2 separate regions of the Sus scrofa genome follow, and region 2 is linked to region 1. A link is a contact called in public Hi-C data. All regions are on one chromosome and are shown on one strand. The core of a region is the stretch at or near the end of the contact, and the rest is flanking DNA. Distances in the headings are between cores, read along the strand shown. Region 1 holds the start of TOR2A (prosalusin). Region 2 holds the start of NAIF1 (nuclear apoptosis-inducing factor 1).

The links. Hi-C and Micro-C count contacts between places; a contact is called where the count stands out from the background.
Region 2: a Hi-C map of liver shows a contact between it and region 1, with 3 times the contacts expected there. The contact joins the promoter of NAIF1 here to the promoter of TOR2A in region 1. A contact is called at or near these places in 2 of 47 Hi-C or Micro-C datasets (heart right ventricle and liver).

The regions. Positions count from the first base shown.
Region 1 is chr1:268,232,778-268,240,604 of Sscrofa11.1, reverse strand. TOR2A (prosalusin) reads left to right here and starts at 3,127. Exons shown (of 6, transcript XM_021069354.1): 1 at 3,127-3,351; 2 at 3,971-4,105; 3 at 4,108-4,235; 4 at 4,967-5,142; 5 at 6,041-6,168; 6 at 6,700-7,502. The coding sequence starts at 3,201. The coding sequence ends at 6,944. TTC16 (tetratricopeptide repeat protein 16) reads right to left here. Exons shown (of 11, transcript XM_021069337.1): 11 at 7,430-7,827. The coding sequence ends at 7,616. It overlaps SH2D3C (SH2 domain-containing protein 3C), which reads left to right. Exons shown (of 13, transcript XM_021069362.1): 13 at 1,020-1,638. The coding sequence ends at 1,195.
Region 2 is chr1:268,528,692-268,536,518 of Sscrofa11.1, reverse strand. It overlaps NAIF1 (nuclear apoptosis-inducing factor 1), which reads left to right and starts at 4,991. Exons shown (of 5, transcript XM_003480616.4): 1 at 4,991-6,313; 2 at 6,316-6,465. The coding sequence starts at 5,956. It overlaps SLC25A25 (solute carrier family 25 member 25), which reads right to left and starts at 4,767. Exons shown (of 11, transcript NM_001164510.1): 1 at 4,646-4,767; 2 at 4,514-4,643. The coding sequence starts at 4,767.

The DNA.
Region 1 (7,827 bases), core at 1,878-4,377:
GATTGTTACTGGCAGGCACCAGGTCGGGCGAGGGGCGGGGGACACACAGAGTGATTCAAAGAGCACCATAGCTATGTATCTTAGCTTCTCTACGCCTCAGCTTTCTAATCTGTGAAGTGGGCATCCTAACAGGCCCACTTTGCAAGGTTCTTTGCAAAACACTCGCCCTGGGACCCTGGGGTTGAGGCAGACCTGCCCTGCCTTCAGGAAGCTCACAAGCTGCTTGAAATGGAGAAGAGACAGAGTGCCTTCAGACAATCCACCTTTTACTTCTTCCTTTTTGGGGGGTGGTGGGGGACTGAAGGTACAGCAGGTAGAAGTTCCCAGGCTGGGGGTTGAATAGAAGCTACAGCTGCTGGCCTACCCTACAGCCACAGCCAGGCCCAATCCAAGCTGTGCCTGTGATCTATTCCACAGCTTACGGTAACTCTGGATCCTTAATGCACTGAGCAGGGCCAGAGATCAAAACTGCATTCTTATGGACAGTAGTCAGGTTCATTTCTGCTGAGCCACAACGGGAACTCCTACGTCTTTACGAAATGTTTAAGTCATAAAAATTCATTGCAGGGGGAGTCCCCTTTGTGGCACAGCAGAAACGAATCTGGCTAGTATCCATGAGGATGCAGCTTCAATCCCTGGCCTCACTCAGTGGGGTGGGGATCTGGCATTGCCGGGAGCTGTGGTGTAGGTTGCAAGACGAGGCTCAGATCCTGCGTGGCTGTGGCTGTGGTGTAGCCAGCAGCTATAGCTCGGATTCGACTCCTAGCCTGGGCACTTCCACATGCCACCAGTGCGGCCATAAATAAACAAATAAATAAAACTATGTGTTACCAATAGTAGGACAGAGACTAGGTGCTGAACTGCTTGGTCTTGTTCCTCAACTAACCTTGTTGGGTCCCTGGCAGAGGTGGGGGGAGGTCCCTTGGAATGGGGCCCCAAGGGAGGTGATGGCTCTGAGCAGGAGCCCCAGCCGCCCCAGCTGGACAGCAGTCCCCTGACCCCTGTGCCCCACCCTGCAGGGTTCCAGGCCCGGCCGGAGCTCCTCGAGGTCTTCAGCACGGAGTTCCAGATGCGCCTCCTCTGGGGCAGCCAGGGTGCCAGCAGCAGCCAGGCCCGGCGCTACGAGAAGTTTGACAAGGTCCTCACTGCCCTGTCACACAAGCTGGAACCTGCCGTCCGCTCCAGCGAGCTGTGACACCCCCGCCATGGACCCTTCCCCTCTGCAGCTGCGGGCAGCAATGGGGCCAGAAGGGCACAGACCTCTCCCCAGAGCACCCCAGGGACACTGTGATCAGCCTGAGAATGTTCTGGGTTCAACCCAGGATCTCCCTCGTACCGCCAGGGTCTTACGTGGACTCTGGGCTCCATCCCACCTGCTACTCATTCACCGAGCTTCCCTTCAGGAAGAACTGGAATGCCTGGTTCTTCCTCCAGCTTCGGCTTCTCCACTTCCCGCTGAGGTGCCCTGTGTTTGAGCGGCGGGAGGCTTCTCACGCCTCCTCCTGCTTCTCCAGGCATCTGTCCCCCACGGACACCCAGGCCTCCCTCTGGCTGTAAATACATCTGTCTGTTATGTAAATAGATGTACAGAAACCACGTTCTTTCTTTCATATAATAAACTTTTATGACTTTCTTCTATCTCTCAGGGGGCCCTGGGGTGGAAGGAACCATCTTTTCTCACGTGAAAGGTGGAAAAATTCATTCAACAAACACTTATTTAGCACCTGAAACATTCCAGATTGTACCCAGAGCCAGAGTTACAGGCAATACTAAAACCCAGCTCCTGTCCTGGAGGAGCCCACAGGCCAGTAGGGAAGGTAACTAATTCCAAACAGAGAAATCCTGCCCCCCGTCCCCTCCCCCACCCCATTCCCTTCCTCCAGAAGCCATAGCAAAGCTTCTGCACAAAGGTACAGCCAAGGATCCCAGATACTTGAAGTGGAAGGGCTTTTTGAAATCTAAGACTCCAGCTCCCCTAGGGAGATCGAGAACTGGAGGGAGAAGGGACTTGCCCTTGGTTCCAGCCTCAGAATGAGAAAGGCTGGAATCTGGGCATCCTGACCTGGAGTTCTTTCCTTTTCTGCTCCCAAAAGTGGGAACCACTAATTTCTTTTCAGGTTTTGAAACGTGGCCACAGAAATCCTTGCTGCGTGCTGTGTGCGTGCATGCATATGTGTGTGTGCGTGTGCGTGTGTGTGTGTGTACCATTACAGTAGCTCTGAAAGAATAATAAATAAAGGATTATGACCACAAAGGGTAGATGGGGCAGGGAATCTTTGAGGAGAGCCACGAAAGCAGTTGTCTTGATTTCATGGGTTGGGGAGGTAGGCAATGTAGATCCACATGATGCCAGGCCAGACTAGAGGCCTGGGGAGCCTATTGACTGAATTTGAATTGTCCAAGATCCGTTGCCTTTGACCAAGAGAGGATGGGTGACGGTGTGTTAGATCTTTGGCAGCAGCCAGATTTGGGTTCTGTTCTATTGTTCACTAGCCAGGTGGCCTTGGATAAGGGGCTTAACCTCTTGGGTCCCAATTTCCTTCTCAGTAAATGGGGACAATAACAGATCTGATCCCTTTTGCTTGATGTTAAAGCACATAGCAGCTGCTACATAAGGGACAGCCATGTTTCATAATGGATTGTCAATGGTCATCTATTGATTGCTTTGTGAGCCAACACACTTTATGTGCCTGTACCTCCTTGAAATATCACCATTCCTCTGTGTGACAGGTACGGTTATCACAAGATATATAAGGCGCCTCACACTAATGCACATAGTAGGTGTTCACCAAAATCTATCAGCGCTCTTTTATCATATAAAAGAGAAAAAAGAGCACGGAAAGGGCGCTTTGCAAGGTGTAAAGTGCCCCCACAAGTTTTTGCTACAATTGTTACGTCACCCTTTGTGGTCATAATCCTTTATTTATTATTCTTTCGGAGCTACTGTGATGGTCCCCCTAGTTACCGTAGCCATGGAAACGCAGCCGCAGTCCTGGATTGGACGGTTCGCGGGCTCCCCCTGTAGATCATCTTCCGGTCCTGCAGCGGGACGACCAAGGGGCGGGCCTTTGAGAGGGGAGAGAGGGGAGTCGGGAGTTGTAGGCTACAGACGGTGGCTGCCGCAGAGCGATGCACGTCGGGAGTTGTAGTTCTCGAACGAGGCAGTTGGCGGCCTCAGACCCAGCTCCGGCCTCACCCGGATGGCGGCTGCGACGTGCGGCTGCAGCCTCTGGAGTTCGCTCCTCGGGCTGCTTGGGCTGGTCTCGGCCGCGGCCGCCTCCTGGGACCTGACATCGCTGCGCTGCAACTTCGGCACCTTCTGTGAATGTGACTTCCGGCCAGACTTCCAGGGTGAGGAGCCTCGGGAGCCTGAACTGGGGGAGCTGGTAGACCGGGGAGCTCTCGGAACCCAGGGTTGCTCCGGGGCCGGACCTGGAGGAGAGAACGGGGGGCAGGACCCCCAAACTTACGGGCGGCCAAGGCCGGAAGTGGGCCTGACGTTGAGGGACCCTGGGAGCTTAGGGCACGGGGCTTGGGACAAGGGTTTGGGGATGCCTATCTGGGGTCTAGGCACAGTCCTGCCAGGATGGAGAGGGTCTTTTGACAGCTGGGCCTTGGCAGGGGTGGGGGGCGTTTATGCCTCCACACTGGACTGGCTGTCAAGGGAGAAGCCTGCCTTGGAGATGGGCAGGGATTTGGAGGCGATTCTCTTGACAGCTCGCACCCCCTTAGGTCCGAACGCAATCCAGAGGGCCACCTGATGGGGGCGCTGCCGAGCTGAGTCAGGCCTGAGGGTCGCTCCTATGACCAGAGAATCCAAGGGCCACTCTCCCTTTCCGCAGACCGCTCGTAAAACTGTCCCAGAACACGCGGATCCTTAGACCAGGTTCCAGACGTGGTTTGCCTCCTGAACCTCTTCCGTGGTGGGCGTGTGTCCTCAGCTCTGATACTGTCCTTCTTGTGGTCCTAGGTCTGGAGTGTGACCTGGCCCAGCACCTGGCGGGCCAGCACTTGGCCAGGGCGCTGGTGGTGAAGGCACTGAAGGCTTTCGTGCAGGACCCAGCCCCCACCAAGCCGCTGGTCCTCTCTCTGCATGGCTGGACGGGCACGGCAAGTCCTATGTCAGCTCCCTGCTGGCACACTACCTCTTCCGGGGTGGCCTCCGCAGCCCCCATGTGCATCACTTTTCCCCCGTCATCCACTTCCCCCACCCCAGCCACATGGAGCGCTACAAGGTAGGCTGGTGGCGTCCTAGACCATTGTCCTGTGGGGTGCCAGACCCAAGGGAGGGAGACCTGAGCCCAGAGAGGGGAATCCCTTACTCGCTCCAGGCCACACAGCCAGGTGAAGCCTCAGCTCTCAGGACCCATCCTGAACAGAGCTTGGGATGGTGCCATCTGGCAGGGAGTTCTCGGTTTAATTCCTGGGGAGCAGTCATGGCACCTACCTGCTAGGGTTGTTGTGTGGGACATTACAGATTCGCAGGTATTTTTTATTGAACATTTACCTTTGCCAGTCTGTCTGCATTATCCTCTCTCTGTAAAGCACTTAGCCTCAATTTGAGTAAGCCCCCAGGAAATATTAGCTCACATCACTCTTGATGCTGTTGAATGCAAGGTACCTTCCAGGCTGATCTGTTTCAGCTGTCAACGCTGTTGGGCAGGTTCAGGAAGCAGGAAGGAGCCTATCCCTTTTCTTGAAAGCAGTAGATTTCAGGGAAGGAGCCTTGAACAGGCAGGTGTGAGGCCTGGGTCTGAGTCCCTGTTCTCCTGCTAACTTGCTGTGCGAGTTTGGGCAAGTCTCTACCCCTCTCTGGGCCACAGTTTCACCCTCAGTCTCATTAAGGGATTGGGGCTCTCTGGGAGACCTGTCTTCTTGGGAAGGAGATTAGTTCTTGCCTTGGGAAGAAGTCCAGGCCGGGGGAGCATCTCCAGGCCCCCCACATGCTCTTGCCTGCCTCCCACAGAAGGATCTCAAGAGCTGGATCCAGGGGAATCTCACTGCCTGCAGCCGCTCCCTCTTCCTCTTCGATGAGATGGACAAGCTGACCCCAGGCCTGATAGAGGTCCTGCGACCTTTCTTGGGCTCCTCCTGGGTTGTCTATGGGACCAACTACCGCAAAGCCATCTTCATCTTCATCAGGTAGGGCTGGCTTTGCGGGGACACTTCTCAGAGGTCTCAGCTCTCCAGTCTTTTTTAATTTATTTTTATTTTTAGGTAGGGCCGCACCAGCGGCACATGGAGGTCCCAGACGAGGGGTAGAATTGGATCTGTAGCTGCCGGTCTACACCACAGCCACAGCAACGCGGATTCTTAACCCACTGAGCAAGGCCAGGGATCGAACCTGCGTCCTCATGGATGCTAGTCAGATTTGTTTCTGCTGAAACAATGGGAACTCCTCAGCTATCCAGTCTTGGCCTGTGGTCCCACTGCAGAATACCATTCCCCAAAGGCCCATTTGGACTTTCCCAGCATCCTCCATACGCTCACTGGTGCTTCTGTCATTCAAGGTCATTGGCTTCCCTTTGACATTCTCAAAGCCCATTCTGGGCTCAGTCTCTTAAACCTCATTTCCTTGTGGAACCCCTGCTGGGTTAAGAGGTTTTTCCCTCTTTTGAGACCCAGAGGACACAGGTGGGAATGAAACAAAGCTAGAGTTTCATTCCCACCTCTGAGAGTCTTCGCTGTGTTTCCTCAGGCCAATCACTTTCCCTCTCTGAGCTCCCATCTCCTCTTCTGAACAGCGGGGCCAATCCTAATTCCCCACTGTCCTCCTCGAGGTGGAACGAGGAGGGAAAGTCCTTTAAGGGACCTAAAAGTGTCCTATAAACTGTTCAGGGCAGAGTGTGTATAGGCAAATTTCCAGGGGTCACGGTCAGGGACACAAGCTCCAGGGAAGGCAATGGTTCCTGTGGCGTTTTCAGTTGGTTTGCCTCCTGCTGGCACTGAGCCGGGCCTCCAGGCTCAGGTCAAGTTAGGTGGCCCTGGGGAAGCAAGAGCCACATCCTGCCCTCACTGTCTGCGTCCCCCGTGGTTTTAGCAACACTGGTGGCGAGCAGATCAACCAGGTGGCCCTGGAGGCGTGGCGCAGCCGCCGGGACCGCGAGGAGATCCGCCTGCAGGAGCTGGAGCCAGTCGTCTCCCAGGCTGTGATGGACAACCCGCACCGTGAGTTCGGCGGGGGACCCCACCCCTGGGTGGATCAGGGCTGATGCCTTACCCAGGTCACACCTGGGGGCAGGCCGTGCTCCCTGAGGTGGGCCAGGCTTTCCAGGGTGTGATGCTCGGCCCGCTGCCTGGTACTGCGAGCCCAGGCTTTGTCCCTCTGAGCTGTCAGAAGGCCTCCCTGAGCCCACCACCCGGAAGGTGACTGAAGGATTAAGACCAGTGCATTCCTGGAGTTCCCGCTGTGGTGCAGTGGGTTAGGAGCTTGACTGCAGCCGCCTAGGTCGCTGTGGAGGCCCTGGGTTCGCTCCCCAGCCCAGTGCAGTGGATCCCATGTTGCCCCAGCTGCAGCTTGGATGCAGTCCCTGGCCCGGGGAACTTCCATGTGCCTCGGGGGTGGCCAGAAAAACCAAACACACACACACACACACACACACACACAACCCAGCGAGTTCCCGCGCTTCCTTCCCTTTGGGGGCGGGGCCCAGCTTTTCCCCGGGAAGCACAGCCTCTCCCCATTGCTCCCGCCTGCAGATGGCTTCTGGCGCTCGGGCATCATGGAAGAGCATCTCCTGGACGTCCTGGTGCCCTTCCTACCGCTCCAGCGACACCACGTGCGGCACTGTGTGCTCAACGAGCTGGCCCATCTGGGCCTGGAGCCACGGGATGAGGTCGTCCAGGCTGTGCTGGACAGCACCACCTTCTTCCCTGAGGACGAGCAGCTCTTTTCCTCCAATGGCTGCAAGACAGTGGCTTCCCGAATCGCCTTCTTCCTCTGACTCTCCAGGTGGCCTCCTGGTCCTCCTCTAGCTGGCCGGGCCGGGCAGGAAAGCCCTGGGCCCTCTGCCGGAGGGTCCCTTGTCCTGAGCCTCGGGGAGCGTGGGGCCCAGAGCACCGCGTGAAGATGAGGAGGGCTCTTGGCAGGCGCTGGCCTCGCAGCTGTTCTGTGGGCATCTTGGCCTTTGCTTCCTTCCTCAGGGAAACCACTGGTCACCCCAGAACTTCAGCGAGCCTTGCCCTCCAGCCTGAGCCTTCTTTTTTTTTTTTTTTTTTTTTTTTTTTTTTTTTTTTTTAGCCTTCTTAAAATGTGAACTGTAACTCAGGGATGGTGGCTCATGGCTGCTCCCTCCTCCTGCATCTCTTGCCCTTGGCCTTGCTCCGGCCCAGCACCCCCTCCCCTCTCCCCCCACACCCTATGTGTCAGTATCAGAAAGCCAGGCCGAGGCTTCTGTCTCCATGCACAGAGGGACTCGAGCTGCCCCTTGGCCTGGGCTTTTCAAGTTTTTCATTTTGTAAAAGAAGGGAACCGATACAATAAACTTAGCCCTGGGACCAGAGGAAAGTCGGCTAAGATTCTCACTGCTCGGGAGGGGGTTGCCTGAGTGCCGGTTGGGGCGGGGTAGACCCCCTCACATCCCCAGCAAGAAGTGAGGGGGGCCGAACGGCCCCTTCAGTAACTGCCGGGGCCGGGGTCCTGTCTCAGGCCCCGAGCGGTCTGACTGTTGCTGAGACTTGGGATCAGTCCCCATGTGACCTCAGTCTTGCTGGAACCTGAGCTTGTGCTCCGGCTCTCATTCTGGGCAGCCTTGGACGTGCTGGGCCTCTGGCCCTGGCCCTGGCCCTGGGTGGCCTCGGAGTCGCAGAGGCTCCAGTGTGCGTCAT
Region 2 (7,827 bases), core at 3,742-6,241, 290 kb before region 1:
TGTGTTCACTGAATTCATCCTGCGGCTGTGTACTCAGCTGGACTAGAAAATGAATACCAGCAAAATATTTGTTTCTCTCATTCCCCTGTGGTTTCTGTGAGGCTGGAACAATTGATGGCTCTTTGAACATCAGAGGAATTATCCAACTGAAGCTCCCACGTCGGGCCCACTCTGAAATAGTCTTACTTCTTTTTTTTTAGTCTTTTCTAGGGCCATACCCACAGCATATGGAGGTTCCCAGGCTAGAGGGTCTAATCAGAGCTGTAGCTGCTGTCCCATGCCACAGCCACAGCAATGTAGGATCTGAGCCGCGTCTGCGACCTACACCACAGCTCACGGCAATGCCGGATCCTTAACCCACTGAGTGAGGCCAGGGATCAAACTCAAAACCTTATGGTTCCTAGTCGGGTTCGTTAACCACGGAAGCCACGATGGGAACTCCTGGAATATGCTCACTTATTACTTGGTCTTAGGATCAGGTACCTGGCTCCATCTGTCAGATATCAACTACTTTCGAAAAATATCTCCTTGGGAGTTCCCGTCGTGGCTCTGTGGTTAACGAATCCGACTAGGAACCATGAGGTTGCGGGTTCAATCCCTGGCCTCGCTCAGTGGGTTAAGGATCCGGCATTGCCGTGAGCTGTGGTGTAGGTCGCAGACGCGACTTGGATCCTGCATTGCTGTGGCTCTGGCCTAGACTGGTGGCTACAGCTCCGATTGGACCCCTAGCCTGGGAACCTCCATATGCCGCAGGTGCCGCCCTAGAAAGGCAAAAAGACAAAAATAAATAAATAAATAAAAATATCGTCTAGTGACTTGATGATAATCCTTTGAAGCCAGGAATCAATTGTACAACCATATACTACAATCAGTTTCATATATGAACTCAATCCCACCTGCCAATAGCCATTTTCCTTTTTCTGATGGGTCACTATATTATACACCAAATTATGTTTACCCCTTGTCCATGGGAAAGGCTCTTTCTTCTGTAGACCCTCGTATCTAGGTCCAGCTATTGCGGTAAATACTTGCCCCACGAATGGCCAAACATTGAAAAGGTATAGAGTTCAACAGTGCCGTCCGATTAGCAATACCAACGTGACATCAATGACTTCCATTCAATTATTTCAAGTCACAGAGACTGGCTCCTGGACCTACTGCTCCATCAAGGAGATAATTAGGACAGGACCCATTCTCATTTTGACAGGCTAATCTCTGGATAATCGGGATACCTATTTCGGGAATAGATGTGGTTCTAAACGGGAACTCTCCCGAAAGCCCAGTTTGTGATGCTCAAACCGGATGGTGCATATGCAAGTGTCTGAATCAGCAAACTCAAGCATCTCATCTTTCAGAATCCCCACCAGCATCAAACCCGGCCCCTTAAGAGAGCTCGACAAGCCTCAGCTAAAGGAAGAACTGTTGACAGGTAACGCAGCTTGTGTTCTTTCTCTAAGTGGCTGCTCAGTTCTAACCTATGTTTTAATTTGTTTGCAGGCAGAGATTTTTATTTACCCACATGAAAATGCCTAAAATAGGCAGTGCTATAATTAGCTCTAGCGAGGTCACTTCCCAAAGTTGTTACTGTTTTTGTCATGTCTTTCTCTGTCTTTAATAAACTCTTCCCTTCTTTGTCCAGAACAGGCTTCTGGCTCACATGTCTTTTACTGTAAAGAAAAGTCCCTGGCTGCCTGCCATCAGTTTCTCTCCCACTGCCATTTTAAATAAAGCTTCCCTGATGGTCCCAATTTCTTCTAAAACCAAAGCAGATGCCAAAAACTGCCGGTTCATGTCTCAAGAAAGCTTGACCCAACGGTAGTAAGCTAGACTTTGTGCAGTCACGAGGCCTGGGTTTACCCATCACCCACTGATAAGCACTCACAAACCCTAGCATCTCAGACCGGTCCTGGGGGGGTGGGGATGGGGGGTGGTCACACCAAGCAGCTGCCAAAGGTTGAGGTTGTGTTTTTCAATGCCTATTCCCATGGCAGATAAACCCATTTTGAACGGAGGGCCCCAAATTCTCTTTGACTTTGCTGGTTCTGCAAAATTACATTACTTTTTCTGCATTAGCTAATACTGATACTATTTGCAGCAGGAAGTGGTATGGAGGGTTCACAAGCCAGGCTGTCTTCCTGTCGCCCAGCTATTTACAAAAAGGCAGGTTCTTTCTCTAATACTTCTTTTTTTTTTTTTTTTTTTTTCTTTTCTGGCTGCCCCAGGGCATATGGAGTTCCTGGGCCAGGGATCAGATCTGAGGCCCAGTTGTGACCTAAGCCGCAGCTGCGGCATCAAGGATCCTTAACCCATTGTTGTCAGGAGGGGGGGGAGGTCGAACTTGCACCGATTCTGTTAGGCCACATTGGGAACTCTGTCTTTCTCTACTACTTAAAGCATTCGTCACAGGACTAGCTCTTGGGCTCCTTCGCAGGGAGTAAATGAATCAAATGGATTCTCCCCAATCTCTCAAAGCTGTATAATTTCACATTCACAAGCTGAAGGAGTTGTAGAAATAGTCAGAGTCCATATTAAAGCCACACACCAGATGATAGAACTTAGCCACAGAGTTAAAGATTTTAGAGCCAATGTGGCCCCAAGAGGCTAGGCTCCCTTTGGTTAATCCAAAAGGTTTCCTTTCAACCTTGGAAAGGAAAACCACCACTTCTCCCTATTTGCCCTTAGACACTTACTGCCAAAAACAAAACCCAAAAACTGGATTTGGACCAGTATCAAATGTGCCATGGAGGGAGTTCCCATTGTGGCGCAGCAGAAATGAATCTGACTCGTAACCATGAGGTTGCGGGTTCGATCCCTGGCCTCGCTCAGTGGGTTAAGGATTCAGCGTTGCGGTGGCTATGGTATAGCCTGGAAGCTACAGTTCTGATGCTACCCCTAACTTGGGAATCTCCATATGCCGCGGGCGAGGCCCTAAAGAACCAACAAAACAAACAAAACAGAAAACCAAATGTGTCATGGATCGAGGGAACACTGGAACACCAGATGAGGCACAAAGCATGGTGTATACACTCCTGAAGCCAGATGCACAGATGTGCCCGGTGGCAAGGTGGCAAACACCAGGTGGCCACATTCATGAAAGCAGTAAGGGTCACCCAGGCACAGGCACACACCTCCCTCAGCCAAAAGGCACAGGCCCTCTGAGTTTAGCCATCCTGTCTTTCCAAGTGACTTACTCATCAGTTATGGATTGGAAAATATCCAGCTCACAACAACATTCTGCATAAAACTTGTGTTCGAAGATTTTTTCTGTTTTTTTTTTTTTAAACTTGTCTCTCTGCTCCCGGACTTAACCCAGTGATTCTCTCTTGCACAGGGTTACCCTTGGTCTCCTAGGCTGATCCTGAGTAGGTTATACATCTTGGATGTTGAGCCAAGATATTTTGGACATGAGTTTAAAACACTTCACGTTAAACTACCCAGTCCATAAATTGGTTGAATTCACAGGGATTGGACCAGATGTTTCCCCACTCTTAGCTCTGAGAGATTCTCTAATTGCGCTGTGTATAAACAGACCAAAGGAACAAACTTCGAAGAGAAACAGGTTACTAGGTAAAGGGCTCATTAGTTTTCCTCCAGGTTTATAAATCGGGCTAAGCCATAATAGATGAACCATGTGGAAAAGGACAGCCACAGCTACAAAGTCAGATGGAGAAACATACCATGAGAGACAGAAGGGAGAGAAACAGCCTCTGCTTGAGGTTTTTAATACTGAAAGGACAGCACTTCTTGTCTGCCCTTCCTCCTTGGCTGGGAGCCTATTGGAGGACAAGAGTAACAATACCCCCTCCTGGGTGGGTCACACTTTCACTTTTAGGAAGGATTTCCCCCTAATTCTTTCATTCTAATCTGCAACCCTGTAAGAGATCACAATTCCATCTTCTGAATCAGCGTGTCCACGGGATGGCTCTAACTCCTGAGAATCATCAGTTCTCAACACCCCCAGATTCATCAGAAACCCCAGTTTCTTTTTTTTTTTCTAACTTCCACATGCTTCTGAGAGGAACCAGATCAGGGCCCACAGGCGGCATGGAAGGGAGCGGGAGAGGCGAGTGAGGGGTGTCCCTGGAGGAGGATGGATGAAACCATTAATGAAGGGTAGAGGGGAGCATCAAAGCTTACTCTTGAGGTCAGAAGGTGACATAAGGCAAACTTTTGAGATTTGACCTTCTACTTTGGGGAAAGCCCGACCAGAAAGGGGCTTTTCTACCATCAGAATGTCCAGAGAGTGCCCACCTGTAGCCAGGAGAGCCTTTCCTCCTGGCCCAAGAGCCCACAGAGGTCAAGAAGGAGCTCCACTCCCACCAGAAAATGGGGTGCCATCTGTCACCAGGGGGTCCCAGCCCACCCGAGAGGTCATCCACCAAGACAACCAAGCTCCAAGGGATTGCCCAAGAAGGCGATGGTGCAGACCAGACCTGTCACCTGGACCTCCCGAAGGTGCTGGGGAACGAAGGGAGTCCCCTCCCCGCCCACGCGGACAGAGCTCATTGCCTACCTGGAGCTCGCCCTCAGTGCGGTGCAGTCCCAGGCGCCGAAGCCCCACTGCTAAGTCGTTGACACACAAGCCGCCGTCGCGGTTGACGTCGAGAGTCTGGAAGAGGCTCCACAGGCGCAGCTGGTGGTCCGGCCCCCGCAGACGGCGCCGCCGCACGGGTCTACAGACGCCGGCGACGAGGCGGACGAAGAGGCGGTGGCGGCGGCGTCCGGCGGCGGGGAAGCCACGCAGCGGCACAACACACTGCTCACCATCGGGCGCGAGGCAAGGGCAACGGGCCGGCGGGGAGAGCACGAAAGATACGCGGGTGTCCCCAGACACTGAGCGCGGGCTCAGGGATGCCGGCAAGCTGGCCGGATGGGCGGCTTCCGGGAGCCCGGCCCCGCCTCTTGCCGCCTGGATGGTCACGCCCCTAGGCACGACGCCCGCCACTCATAGACCGGACGGCCACCTAGAGAGGCGGAGCCTCCCCAAGAACTGCCCACGCGGCCCTGGACTTACCCAGATCAATGGAGAGGGCGGGCGATCTCTGCTCAGCCAGGGGCCGATTCAAACTGAGGGAGGTGGGGATTGGCTGGGTCCGGCCGAGAGAGGAAGTCACGCTGTGATAGGCACAAGTCTTGTGATTGGCAGGCAGAAGGCCCCGTGTCATATTTCCATTGAGAAACGTGGTTTAGATGAAGGAATCGTAAAGATTGGAGGAGCTGTCCTATTCGTAGAGATTGTAATATCCGGTGAGAAGTAGGATTTACGTGAGGAGCAACTGTGAGATGCGCTTGCAAGGCAGAATTTGCGCACCTGGATGGAATTAAAAATTAATTGGCCAACATCTCAGGCCGCAAGCACTAGAGATCCTCAGGAGGCCGAGTTTTGGTAATCTAACTCCCTAAACCACAAATAAAAGAGCTGAATTTAACGGCGCAAAACTCGTAAAACTGATGATTGAACGACATGACTATTTTCCAATGGAAATGAATTAAGGCTAGGTTGGGTGGCGCGCTCCGTAGCGACAGACACGCCTTTAGACCAATCATCAGGCCAATTTCAGTAAATAGGCGGGCCCTTGGTTGAATGACAGATGGAAAGAACCAGTGAGCGACGTAATCTGTGAGCCTCGGCCAACCGGGAGGGTGGGTCCCCTGGAGAAGCTCTGGGAGGCGGGAAGAGGGGAAGTGGGCGGATCTCCGCACATCCCGGCGGAAGAGGCAGATTCAGGAAGCCATTACGCAGCTGGCTGGCAGCGGCTGAGCGAGTCGGAGCTGGGCCCTACGCAGTTTGCGTAACGAGGGGGGTTACCAAAGGCCTGGTGCTTGGCCTTGGACAAGCCCAGCCTATCCTCTGTAGGAGGGGGTGGGTGAGGAGCGAGGCTAAGGGAGAAGAGAAGGGGAATTTGGGCGGGTAGGGGATTATAATTTATTTAAAAGGCGGGGTGGGGAGAGGCCATGGCTGTCCCAGCCAAGAAGAGGAAGATGAACTTCTCTGAGCGAGAGGTGGAGATCATCGTGGAGGAGTTGGAATTGAAGAAGCACCTGCTGGTGAACCACTTCAACGCCGGGGTCCCTCTGGCTGCCAAGAGCGCAGCGTGGCATGGCATCCTGAGAAGGGTCAATGCCGTGGCCACCTGCCGCAGGGAGCTGCCCGAGGTCAAGAAAAAGTGGTCTGATCTCAAGACCGAGGTCCGTCGCAAGGTTGCCCAGGTCCGGGCGGCTGTGGAGGGTGGTGAGGCCCCAGGGCCCACTGAGGACGACGGAGCCGGTGGGCCTGGGACAGGTGGTGGCAGTGGCGGTGGTGGCCCAGCTGTAGCCCCGTACTGCTCACCCCCATGCAACAACGCATCTGCAACCTCCTGGGCGAGGCCACCATCATCAGCCTGCCCAGTACCACAGAGATCCACCCCGTGGCCCTTGGACCCACAGCCACTGCAGCCGCAGCCACAGTCACCCTGACACAGAGTGAGTGACCTCTCCCGCCCAGTCTGGCGAGCCTAAATGGGAAGGGCCAGCAAGAGCTGGGGCAGCCCAGGGAAGGTTGGCTGCCAAGGGTCAAAGGTCAGATGGGAGCCTTGGAAGACCACGAGGCCTTCTAAGAGCTCCGCAAGCAGAAACGATCTTGTTTTTTCTGGACTTCCTCAGCATGCAGTCTGGACTTCTGACAGGCTGGCTTGCTCTCCACTGTGTGGCCACCATTCGTGTCCATGACTGAACTATGTGGTCCTTGAAGACAGAGACCCTGTTTGTATCCTCACAGGACTTATCACAGGGCCTGGCACACCGTGGGCAGGCAGGACACATTTGTTGAACCAATAGGTGGATGGACATCGATTCTGGACAAAGACATTCCAGTTTCCAGGGTGGTGAGCATCCATCAGGCACTGCTGAGGAGCCTCATGGTTCCTGGTGTTATTCTGCTCCTCTGGTCACGCCTCAAACCTTAGCGCGATTCTGTGCCAGACCCTGTGCTCGGCGCTGGGATTACCAAGGTGTCTAAGAGATGGGCCAGTTATATTCTAGTAGGTCAGATAAGACACATATGTCGATAATGGCACTGTCAGTTGGGAGGCCCTAAGAGCTCAGAAGAGAAAGGGGGCTTCTTGGTGGGGGTGGAAGCACACAGTAGATGTTGGCATTAAAAAAGGGGTGGAGAAGACTCACCTTTTCCTACAGGCTTTTTTTTTTTTTTTTTGTCTCTTTGCCATTTTTTGGGCCGCTCCCGTGGCATATGGAGGTTCCCAGGCTAGGAGTTGAGTTGGAGCTGTAGCCGCTGGCCTATGCCAGAGCCACAGCAACACGGGATCTGAAGCGCATCTGCAACCTACACCACAGCTCACGGCAATGCCGGATCCTTCACCCACTGAGCAAGGCCAGGATCGAACCCACAAACTCATGGTTCCTAGTCGGACTCGTTAACCTACTGAGCCACGATGGGAACTCCTTCCTACAGGCTTGAAGGCCCAAACAGCCCAGCTAGAATGCCTTCAAGCCTACGAAGCACAACGAAATTGGTTGGTTGGACTTTTTCGTTCAGTTTGCATGGATGACTGTTTACTGCTCTTTGTGATGGGCTGGGAACTGCATTGGTCAGTGATTCTCAGTGGGGCTTGAGGGAACTGGCTGTATGTGTGCCATCTGCCCCCAGTGTCGTATTCTCAAGGACGTTGAGGTGGAAAAGGGGAGTGCGCACTGGTCTAGATCAGTTGCTGTTGTGGAACGGAAGGCCCTTTAGGTATTCCATTGGCCAAGGTGATTAAGGAGCCAGGAGGCCTTTCTTGGGTGCTTTAGCTGCTGGCTTCCCACTCCTGCTTCCTTTCGCCTTGG